Linked DNA regions of Acanthopagrus latus: region 1 is linked to region 2. Evidence: chromatin contacts called from public Hi-C data. All regions are on one chromosome and are shown on one strand. The core of a region is the stretch at or near the end of the contact, and the rest is flanking DNA. Distances in the headings are between cores, read along the strand shown. Region 1 holds the start of dhx58 (probable ATP-dependent RNA helicase DHX58). Region 2 holds the start of dnajc7 (dnaJ homolog subfamily C member 7).

Evidence for each region. A called contact is a pair of places that touch in the nucleus more often than the background predicts.
Region 1: a contact with region 2 is called in a Hi-C map of muscle, with 4 times the contacts expected there. The contact joins the promoter of dhx58 here to the promoter of dnajc7 in region 2. A contact is called at or near these places in 2 of 4 Hi-C or Micro-C datasets (both in muscle).

What each region holds. Positions count from the first base shown.
Region 1 is chr23:17,876,678-17,882,182 of fAcaLat1.1, forward strand. dhx58 (probable ATP-dependent RNA helicase DHX58) reads right to left here and starts at 2,347. Exons shown (of 12, transcript XM_037087871.1): 1 at 1,414-2,347; 2 at 1,047-1,237; 3 at 740-944; 4 at 430-620; 5 at 222-335. The coding sequence starts at 1,223. kat2a (histone acetyltransferase KAT2A) reads right to left here. Exons shown (of 18, transcript XM_037087868.1): 17 at 5,441-5,505; 18 at 3,322-5,329. The coding sequence ends at 5,136. All of the region lies in intron 2 of LOC119013400 (a long non-coding RNA gene), which reads left to right. It overlaps LOC119013401 (a long non-coding RNA gene), which reads left to right. Exons shown (of 2, transcript XR_005072742.1): 2 at 1,059-1,408.
Region 2 is chr23:17,705,790-17,710,778 of fAcaLat1.1, forward strand. It overlaps dnajc7 (dnaJ homolog subfamily C member 7), which reads right to left and starts at 2,200. Exons shown (of 14, transcript XM_037087881.1): 1 at 2,054-2,200; 2 at 1,191-1,279; 3 at 948-1,072. The coding sequence starts at 2,118. The region is part of intron 3 of nkiras2 (NF-kappa-B inhibitor-interacting Ras-like protein 2); the gene reads left to right.

The sequences.
Region 1 (5,505 bases), core at 1,097-3,596, 170 kb after region 2:
TACATCATGGACCTTGAAGTTTCTGTTTGTTGTTTGGTTTTTGTAGCTATTAAAATGTGACAGTCTAGATTAAAATGAGTGCAGGTTGTTGCTGTCAGCTCATGTATCTCCTTGTTCCCTGGTCAGGTCAGTTGGGATGTGGTGTAATTAAAAGGATGAACTGTCTATCTACTACATGTACTGGGTTTCATGTTTTTAAAGGGGAAAAAAAATTAGCTTACATGAGGCCTTGGCACCACAACATCAAATGTCTTGATGGGTCTGGGGACGTTCCTCTTCAGCTCGGGGGCATAGTGTTTAGTTGAGACTATGGCTGAGTCCAAGTTGGCACAAATCTGAGAGGGAGAAAGTAAAGAGACAGATGATTGTGGGAGATCAGATCAGTGACAGACTCTTTGAAACCCCCAAGAGGAATAAGTGAACCCTGACCTGCAGTACGTGCTCCACAGCCTTTTCCAGGGTCTTTGCACCTCCTGTTCCTGGTGACGCAGTGAGACCCAGGATCTGTGGCAACGGTCCCTCTTTGCTCAGCTTTTTCTCCACGTAGCATCCCATCACCTTGTTGTAGACTGACTCCTTGTGGGTGTGGTGACACTCGTCGATTATCAGAAGAGTAATATCTGTTAGGAATTCATCAAGGGTTTGATCTCTGTCTGCTGATCTTAATGTCTGTATTACGACACTTAGAAAACCTACAGCGTCATCATAATCAGGGATGTGAATGCTCATTTTTACTGACCTGAGAGCTCAACGTGTTTGGTTTCCTCCGTGTTAGTCAGAGCATTGTACAAGATCTGTGCTGTGCAGATGATTACGTCATTGTCCTGCACAACTTTCCCGAAAAAGTCCTTCTCCTCACTCTCTCCACTGACCGGCACCAGGGCGTAGTCATGGCGCAGGTGTGGTTTGAACTCTTTGGTGTAGTGCTGGTCCACAAGGTGAACCTTCAGTGTAAAAAGACATTAAAAACAAAATATCATGTTTAACTGTTGCTCTGAAAGTGATTTTGGACTGCCTGTCGTGTCTGTTGTGTGCATTCTGTGTACCTTGTTAACCAGGACCACCACCTTGGCGTTACGTGTGGTCTCCAGGTGTCTTTTGGCCACATACACCGCAGCACGGGTCTTTCCACCTCCAGTCGGCAGCCAAATAATTATGTTCTCTCCTTGAAGAGCCTGTTCGACCACTTCCTCCTGGTATTCATACAGTCCAAAATCTGCCATCCTGAACTTTCCTCCTTTGAGACAATAGATCATAATTACAGAGACTCAACATATTACACGGAAGAACCAGTACATCCAAAACTCATTAATGCTTGAAAGTCTGAGAGAAAACAAACAAGCCTGCTGTGAGACAATGCTGAGTCATTGCGTTTAATGCTATTCGAAATAAAATAAGCCTTTATTAACTCACCAGTCAGCTGTGTGTGTTTGCAGCCTCTCCTCGTCCTCTGTCAACTCACAGTGGAGGTGGAGGGCTTTTTATTTCAGCTGCGATCAGCTGTGTGACGCGAAGACACGGAAACGAAAGTAAAGGCACTCTGAACCCAAAAAGCTGGCCCCACACGGGGAGGCTCTGGAGTAACAACAGACAGGCCACATTATGCAGTGTCAGATGTAACCCTGATGTAAACAGGCCTTTGTCTAAGCTTATATTTATATCTTATCTACTGTATATACAGTAATTACTATATTAGCCCCATACAGCTGGGGTGTTATGTTGAGGGCTTCCTGAGTTTTTGCATTCACCCTGGCAGTGCCCGATCCATTGCTCTTCATTGCATCAGGAAATTAAAACCTACAGTTGTCTGTGTTGATATTGGAAATCCCCATAGCTGTTTGAATGTGAGCTAATGTGACTTGATGTTTTCTGCCCTCTGGTTATTCACCAACTGACTTCAGTTGCAAGTCAATGTTTCACACGACTTAATTACAGTAAATCTGAATTTTGGAATATCAGTGAAGCTGTACTGACAAAACATGGTGCAACAAAACAGCATTATAATGAGGAACTGTAGTGCTGCAGAGATATCATGGCCTACAAATGTTGTTCTGCAGATGTAAGAAGTTTGTTTGCTACAGACTAGGAGGGACAGATTGTCATTCTGGCCAATCAGCTGATTCTGTATTAATCATTTTTCGTGTGTGATTGCCGATACAGTGTAAAAATGCACTACTCTGATGCAGCATCCTCTCTGTAGAGTCAATACTATGAGGTCTCACTCAATGTCCCGTCCACAACACTGTCTGATTGCTACCATCTCACAAGTAATGGCCTATTAACACTGAATTACCTCAATCCGAGAAGTTGTAGCAAATGATGTAACCAGAAATATTCAATATTAATAACCTGGAAACAAATACAGAAGTTCTATACTTACTACACATAGCAATATATTAAATAATCAAATATTCCTTGCTCTGCAGAATTATCAGAACTGCATAATTATGAACTAGCATATTTGAAACGGGCACTGCACTGGTATAAATAAAATCAAAAATAGGTAAATAGGCATCAAGTGTGCATGTAAAACTATGATTTTACCATTAGTGACTCACACAAGTTGCTTCTGTACAAAATCTCCTTAAGGTTCATCATGTGGTTTAAGGTGGGGTTTTTAAACCAGTTCAGATCAGCTGTGGCATGCAGAGAATAAAAAACAAAACCTCTGCTCACTCTGCCAGGAGAAGGGGCCCACCGAGGGAGGCTCGGGAGGAACGACAGCTGCTCTTTACTATCTAGTGACAGAGGAGGCCAAAACTTTCCTACTTACACTAGCCCTTTATAATCAAGCACAGGTGATCCTACATTTATCTTAAACTGTATGGCAGGCTAACAGATGAGGTGTTATATGAAACTGTAGTGTAGTTTGTGCGCAACATACCTCAACTAAGTCCTTCTTACTTTTCATTACATCAGGAAAACGAAACCTATGCTGTGTTGTTATTGCTCCACACTCTAAAGCAGACACAGAAGAAATCTTAAGTAATCAAAGAACATTTTGCACAGATTAACCATAATACGCACCAATTTGAGCACAAATACTTAATAGTTCAGGGAAACTTTTTACCAATTAGATTTAGCCTAAGTAAGTGCAGTGCAGTTAACTAATTCTAGTTCTTCACAAGTCATAATGTGCCAAATTTAGTATTCTTTCAAAATGCCCACCAACATAACTGCAGAATTTAGTAAATGGAAATCCTTAAAAATTAGTCAATTCAAAACGAGTGCACTTTTACATGGTTAATTAATGCTGAGTTCTCGTCAAGTGATCAAGTTCACACTTGTCTGGATGAGAAAAAGAAACCTAAAGAAACTAACTGTCTATTTAGGAAATGTTTAATTTAAAAAAAAACTTTATTTTCATGAACAGTATTACAGTTACAGTAAATGGCATTTATACCATAACTAGAGACAGTAGCCATCCTCAAACAGGTGGAAAGTTTCACTCAGATTGACCCTCTTAAGAAAATCTGAAATGCAGCATTGGTAGATTGAGGGAGAAGTATGCAATTGACGACCCTGAATAATGCAACACTGACATCACATCAGTAATTCAAAGCTAGTCATGATTCAAGTACAAAATAAACACACACTCACACACACACAAACATACACAATTCAATGGAACATTCAACAAGCAGGCTCAACCAGCATTGGACAGTTGAAGGTTTTAACAGCTCATTACAATGTTTGTAACACTGTAAAACCTTCAACAACCGTGGCCAAAAGTTTCAGTTTTTCCGAGAGTTCAAATTGTAAACTGTCTGCCATGCATTAACATTGACACCCACTACAGCTTGTGTATGGTGTGATAAATAAAACCAGAGCACACTATGAGGACTTCTCGTTAGCTTCTCCCCCAACTCCTCCAGGTCTTTTCAACATAAAACTATCCAGTAAACCTGTGAGCACCACAACAATGTGGCTGGACACGAAACAGACTACTTAGCATATGTGTGTGGAAGTGACTGTGCAACAGAGTCTAGCAACAGAACAAATCACCTGCAAGCACGGTAAAAGCTCTACGTAAGTGTGACCTCTTACTAAATGGAATTAAACCCTGCCAGTGGAAAATGGTGTATAAACAATGTGTAGCATATTTACTGTACAAATAAGTATCTATATGTTGTTGTCAACATGAAAACAACAGTGTTTTCTTGAAGGCAACGATCGGGTAAAATATTTTGTTTAGCACACAAGTGCTGGAAATATTTGATGCCCAGTCCATCACTTGCTGTTTCTTGCTCAGTTATTCGCTGATGTTTTCATATTCTAAAATTTGCTTAGAATAAAGAATAATGCTAAAAACAATGTTGCCGAAGTCCAAAAAATAAATAATAGCATTTCTTCTGACCAACAGCCCAAAAAATATCCAAAGTTTCAACATAGACCGGAATGAAAAGAAAAAAATCCTCAATATTGAGGCGCTAATATCAGCAAATGTTCAGTATTTGCAATTAATTTAACAATTGCATTGATGTATTTCTCACCAGTTGACTACTTGAGAGTCAAAGTACTGCCCATCTTTCTGTGCCATGTGTTTAAAGGACTTCAACCCTCAAAGACCATTTATCTTAAAACCCATGATGATGGCTGGGATGTTCAAGTGTCTGTCAGTAACGGAAGGCAACGTGGCTTTAGGTCCCGAGGTCCAGTTTTCTGTGAAAAGAACTACACTACATATACATCTGCTCGAGTGACGGCTTCAAGCAAACTGGAATGAACAAATGTCATTAAATGTGACAAAACCAGGTCAATCATACTGTAAGTAATGGTGGAAAGTGTGGCATTGTTATAACTTGGACCTATAACTTTGGTACACTTAATGAAACATGTAAATGCAGATTATTAACTCACTGCGAGTACTGGAATAGTGAGGATGACAGAAGATTAATGTTATGGGGAAACATAATGCCATTTGGACACTTTGTAATGCTTTCCAAGCAACCCTCTTATGTTTGTCCAACAGTTCCCTTGTAAAATCTGTCAGTCATGTACATACCATTTTATTAACTCAGATATGACAATAGCTAACGATGTTTTCCTCATGATCTGCTCCATCTTGGTGTGTGGCTGACATAAAAGTTGCTCCTCGTCTGTTGAGAAGTCGTTAAATAATTCTGCGGCCAAGTTCACTTCTCGATCAGACCTCCATCTTTTAATTTGAAGTAGAAGAACTTCTCCAGGGTGCTGGCACACTTGCAGTACTCGCTGTCTGGAGGGTTGTACTCGCGACAGTTGGTGATGATTCGCTGCAGGTCGGCAATGAAAAGCTTCTTGGTCACATAGTATCTGTTCTTCAGTCTCTCCGTCATGGTCTTCAGGTCTGTGGGGACAAAAAGGAGACAACAACCATCGATGGAAATAAGTTTAAATGAATAATAATTTCATAATTAAAAAGAAAAGCTGCTGTCTTAACAATGAGAGGTTCACTGACCGATGGGAAAGCGGATGATCTCGTAATAATCTGGAGCCTCCGACTTTTTCACTGGTTCCATAAAG
Region 2 (4,989 bases), core at 950-3,449:
TCTTGCTGAAATCAACTGGGCCTTGTTTACCAAAAACTAAACCATGGTTAGCCCTAATTTACTGCTTTGTTACAGGACACACTTTTGTGTAATTCTGTCTATAAAATCATAATGCTGGTAACCCTGCAGCAATGGATGGTTATTCACTACTATAGGGACGAGTTATAGCTTATGTATTGAGGCGCTATGAACCATATGAACAAAAACCATAAAACTGATTTGCACTCCTACAAAATGAAACAGTACATAGTTCTGCAGTGTTGTGAACAGCTACACTCAATTTTTAAGGTCTCAAGTTGTGAGGGTTTTGAGTAAAAACTTTTTTTCAATTGTTTTGCCTTTTGCAGTAATAATTAATCAATTAATGAGCTTTTTAAACTAAGTGAGGGTGGAAAGTAATTGTTATTTGCTATCTAAACCATATTTTACAAGTCACAAAACAAAACGTTTATCATGTTATGTTAAAATGATGTGTTAATAAAGTTGCATTTTGATCATCATGACAAATATTACAATTTCAGAGTAACGATTACTGAGAATGATTATTGTTGCATCCCAATCTTCATTTTCCCTGAGAAAAGTATCAAAATCATGACGATGTCACATTTGTTGGGGTCTGAACCAAATAAACATATTTTCTTACATCTAGCAAACAAGATTTGAAGACAAGGGCATCTCTGCAGAACTATAGTACTTCATTATAATACTGTTCTGTTGCATGTTTTCTATTTATTAAAACATTGATATTGCCAAATTACAATTTGATTGATATTTCATTGAATTGTGCTTGCCCAAAAATGGAAGAAGAAGAGGCCTGCTTATGAAAAATGTATACTCCAAAACAACACTCAGAACAGGATATACTTAACAGTATACAGTAAAGTACAGAAGTACAAGAGTAGATTTCTCCATATATAGAATGTAGCAGTTTGTTTCCCACCACCTGCCTTCATGAAGGAGTTATCTAGTCGTACTGCTTGCTGGGAATCCTCTAAAGCCTCTCTGTACCGACCCAACATCATTAGTGTCGCTGCCCTGTTTCCGTAGTAGCTTGCATTCTTCGGACACATGTCTGTATAATAAAATAAAACAAAAAGTTACTGATATCCTATCAAAGACAGATCTTGTTTTCTCATGCAAACACAAAATCAATATCACCCCATCAAGCCAAGTTATGTAGGCATAATTACCTATGGCCTTGGTGTAATAATTGAATGCTTCAGCGTAATCCTTCTTGATATAAAAGGCATTGCCTTGCTCTTTGAAGCCCTCTGCTTCCCTGTGTAAAGATGGGCAGTAAGACAGATACAATAATGGCAAAAACTAAGATCAGTTCTGTTATGGACAGATCATGACTGTACAGCTGTGTGACAGTCAGCCGGCTGGGTTTGTCCGACACGACTTCTTCTTTGCAAACATTATTCTATTAACTTAAGTCCCGTCTGAGTACACATGCATAGTAACATGTCAACAGAGCATGTCCAGGACTGTCAGTGGACGCATGCATTTCAGAGAGCTTGCTGGCCTGAGTTGGCTAAAGATAGAAATAGCCAAAGCAGCAGGGCAGACGTGCCAATCACACACGTAGTTATTTTGTGAAGCAAAGAGGGAGCAGAGCCAGGAACATATGACACCATGTTGTGGGCCACTGCCATGACTTTTTCTGGAAGCCTTTCATCTTTTACATCACGACCACACTGTGACTTCATGGTGTCATTATCTAGTTCGCCAGCTACTTCGAATATCGCAATGTTGTTCACGCAGTACTCTCGGCCAGATCAATCGACTTTTACACTCGACGGGCAGATTTGAATGTATCATGGTGTGTCTGACAGCGAGCCAGACAAATCCAGCACATCCAGCTGAGTGCAGGGCAACCGAGCTAAACACGATCCAGGGCAGCTAGCTAAACAGTGAGCGGTAGCGCGCTACTTCGCTTTCATAGCGCGACGAGAAATGTCACATGTCACTGTCTTTGGATGAAACATGTCAGCATGATTCTCAATTACAGAAGTGTTTCGGTCGCTGACAACAGAGGCATATCTAGTATTACCTTTCTAATTCTTCGTCACTTAGCAGTTCCATGTCAGGGTCCATATCGCAGTCGTCCGTCGCCATTTTGCCTTGAATGAGGAGGGGCGGGGCCACATCTACTGCAGAAGTTACGTACAGTGTAAACAGGAAGTAGCCCGTTAGGTAAGAAGAACAGTCTTCTTACAGGTAAGAATATCCTCATAGTTCAAACATATCTCTCTACAGGTAGACAATTTTGACGTATATATTTTATGAAAGCACACGTTTTAGCCGTGTTAGTCACTTTCAGATGGCATTCGCTACTTGGTACGCAATATCGTGGCTCTGTAGCTCACCGAAAGCTAATGCTAAGCTAATTCCTGACGTTAGCATAGTCGTTACTGTAATATATTGTGTCAGAAAGACATTTCCTATGTATGCTGTCTAGATCTTCGTCTCTCTAAAACAACAGTTGTCAGTAACAAGACTCAGATCTATTTTAACTGCATTGCTACTAGAATGTGCAGCACATTGCGAAGCTGTGTATTTACTCTGTAACGTGCCGTTTATAAAGCTTGATTCAACAGTTTCCTATCTCTGTATCTTCTCTCCGAAAAACAGAATTTCTGACCCGAGAGTGAGTCATGGGAAAAAGCTGTAAAGTGGTTGTGTGTGGCCAGGCTGCTGTTGGCAAAACGGCAGTTTTGGAGCAACTACTGTATGCCAATCATGTTGCAGGTATATCTTATTTACAGCAATACCGTGTATGTCTTACTTAATGAAGCGTAATAAAACACGATTAAATGTTTTGAGGTAATGAGCTGGTTTACAATGAGGACCTGCTATCACAAACTACACAATTAGTGATATAGAGCTTTGAGATAGGAACTTAGAAGAACAAAAACTGTGACTGGTAATTTCATGATTTGTAGATTGAAATATATCTTAGTACATTCTAATTTATAAAGTTTACTTGGTATTAAAATTAGACTGGGATACTCACACCCTGTCGTGCAAATTGTATTGCTGTTTGTCTTAAGTAAGGTAATAAAATAAAAGTAAACGAATCAAGCAAATGTCCTGTATGTGTGCAGTATATCACTCTGTATGTGCTTGTCTTTGTTTTCCCACTGTTAGGCTCAGAACCCATGGAGACCTTGGAGGACATCTACATTGGATCCATAGAAACTGACCGCGGCACAAGAGAGCAGGTCCGCTTCTATGACACCCGAGGACTCCGTGACGGGATGGAGTTTCCTCGACATTACTACACTTTTGCCGACGGCTTTGTACTTGTCTACAGCATTGACAGTAAAGAGTCCTTCAAGCGGATGGAGGCCCTCAAGAAGGACATTGACCGTCAGAGAGACAAGAAAGAGGTGAGGACTGAATACATTTACAGTGTATATGTGTGAAGGCTGATTTGGGGCAATTTATATACAGTTTGTTGTTGTTTCCTCCATCGATGTTGAGCTAACCTGTTGATCCCTATTCCACAGGTGACCATTGTTGTGCTTGGTAACAAGCTGGACAAGCAGGATGAGAGAAGAGTTGATGCTAACCTGGCTCAGAACTGGGCAAAGAACGAAAAGGTGCGTCTATGGGAGGTGTCGGTGGTGGACCGGCGCACGCTGATTGAGCCCTTTGTTTACCTGGCCAGCAAAATGACCCAGCCCCAGAGCAAGTCCACTTTCCCCCTCAGTCGTAATAAGAATAAGGGCAGTGGGTCTACAGATAGCTGAGTGAACAGACACTGTATTTATGTTCAAGAGGGAAGAAAAAGGGAGAAGAGGTGTGTTGAAGGGAGCTTAGTTTTGCTAATGATCAATTTTGATACAAAGGATCAAAGAATGTTGAGGAGTGATAATGAAAGAAAAGGCAGAATGATTGTATGGATATTTATATACAGTGAGAACTGTTCCTATTGGCATCTATATTTGATGTTTTGGTGAAATACTACTTTTCTTATAAATGAGTAAAATGCTGATTTTTGCCACATTAGCTCAGAAATTAAAAGCTAGGGATTTTTATTCGTCATTCCCCATTTTATTAGGTTGGACTATGACCAAACTATTCACCCACATTCTTCACAGTTACCACTGTTGATATCAGCAGTCATATTTGGACCCTCATAATGTAGTTTTTTAACTACTGACAATCAACATTTGGATCTCAGTTTTATAACGTTTTGGACTCGTGGCGCTCCCTGCATAGATCAATTAGGACCTAGCACTTACGTTCACTGGCTATTATTTTATTTACATGTACGCTGCATGTAAATACACAGAGTGAATCATGAATTGCAGCAGGCACTCGTTTTAGCTAACTACATGGTCACACAAATGCTGAATTCCAGATCTTTTACGAGGTGAAGGGTTTTTATTGATAGATTATTGATGATGCCAGTTACTTTTCTGTTTGTTGATCTGGAGATTCGTTACACTACATATCTTCTTTGCTTAGACTCAGTGTTGGATGTTGTAGAGTGAATAATTGACATTCCTTATCACATATTGCTGTTAGCAATTAAGATATGAGATATAAGATGTTCAGACGGAAGGAAGTTTCTGCAGGCTCAGGTGCTACTTTTTTCTGGTTTGCATCACATGACTTAAAGCACTCTGCATTGTAAAATGCCAATCACGACTCATCATATGATCAGTTAGTTACTGCTGAAGTTGAAGCTCGTATGTTTTTTACTGAGCTGTAAAATAAAACCCTAAATTATGACCATTGAACTGTTTTTTTCAGGGTGCAACTTGAGTCAGACAATGAGCAGCTTTTGATTTGTTTCTTTTATTGAAAAGAGGGCATGTGTTGATATTGTCTTGAATATTCATGTTTGTGCCTGTTCTATCAACACTATGTATCAAATGTGCAACTTTTTTGTGATGTCAAGCTTTTATGTATTAATATCCATAAAATGAATTCACTTGATATTTGTTTGCATGTTTTGTAAACAAATTAAAGGATTTT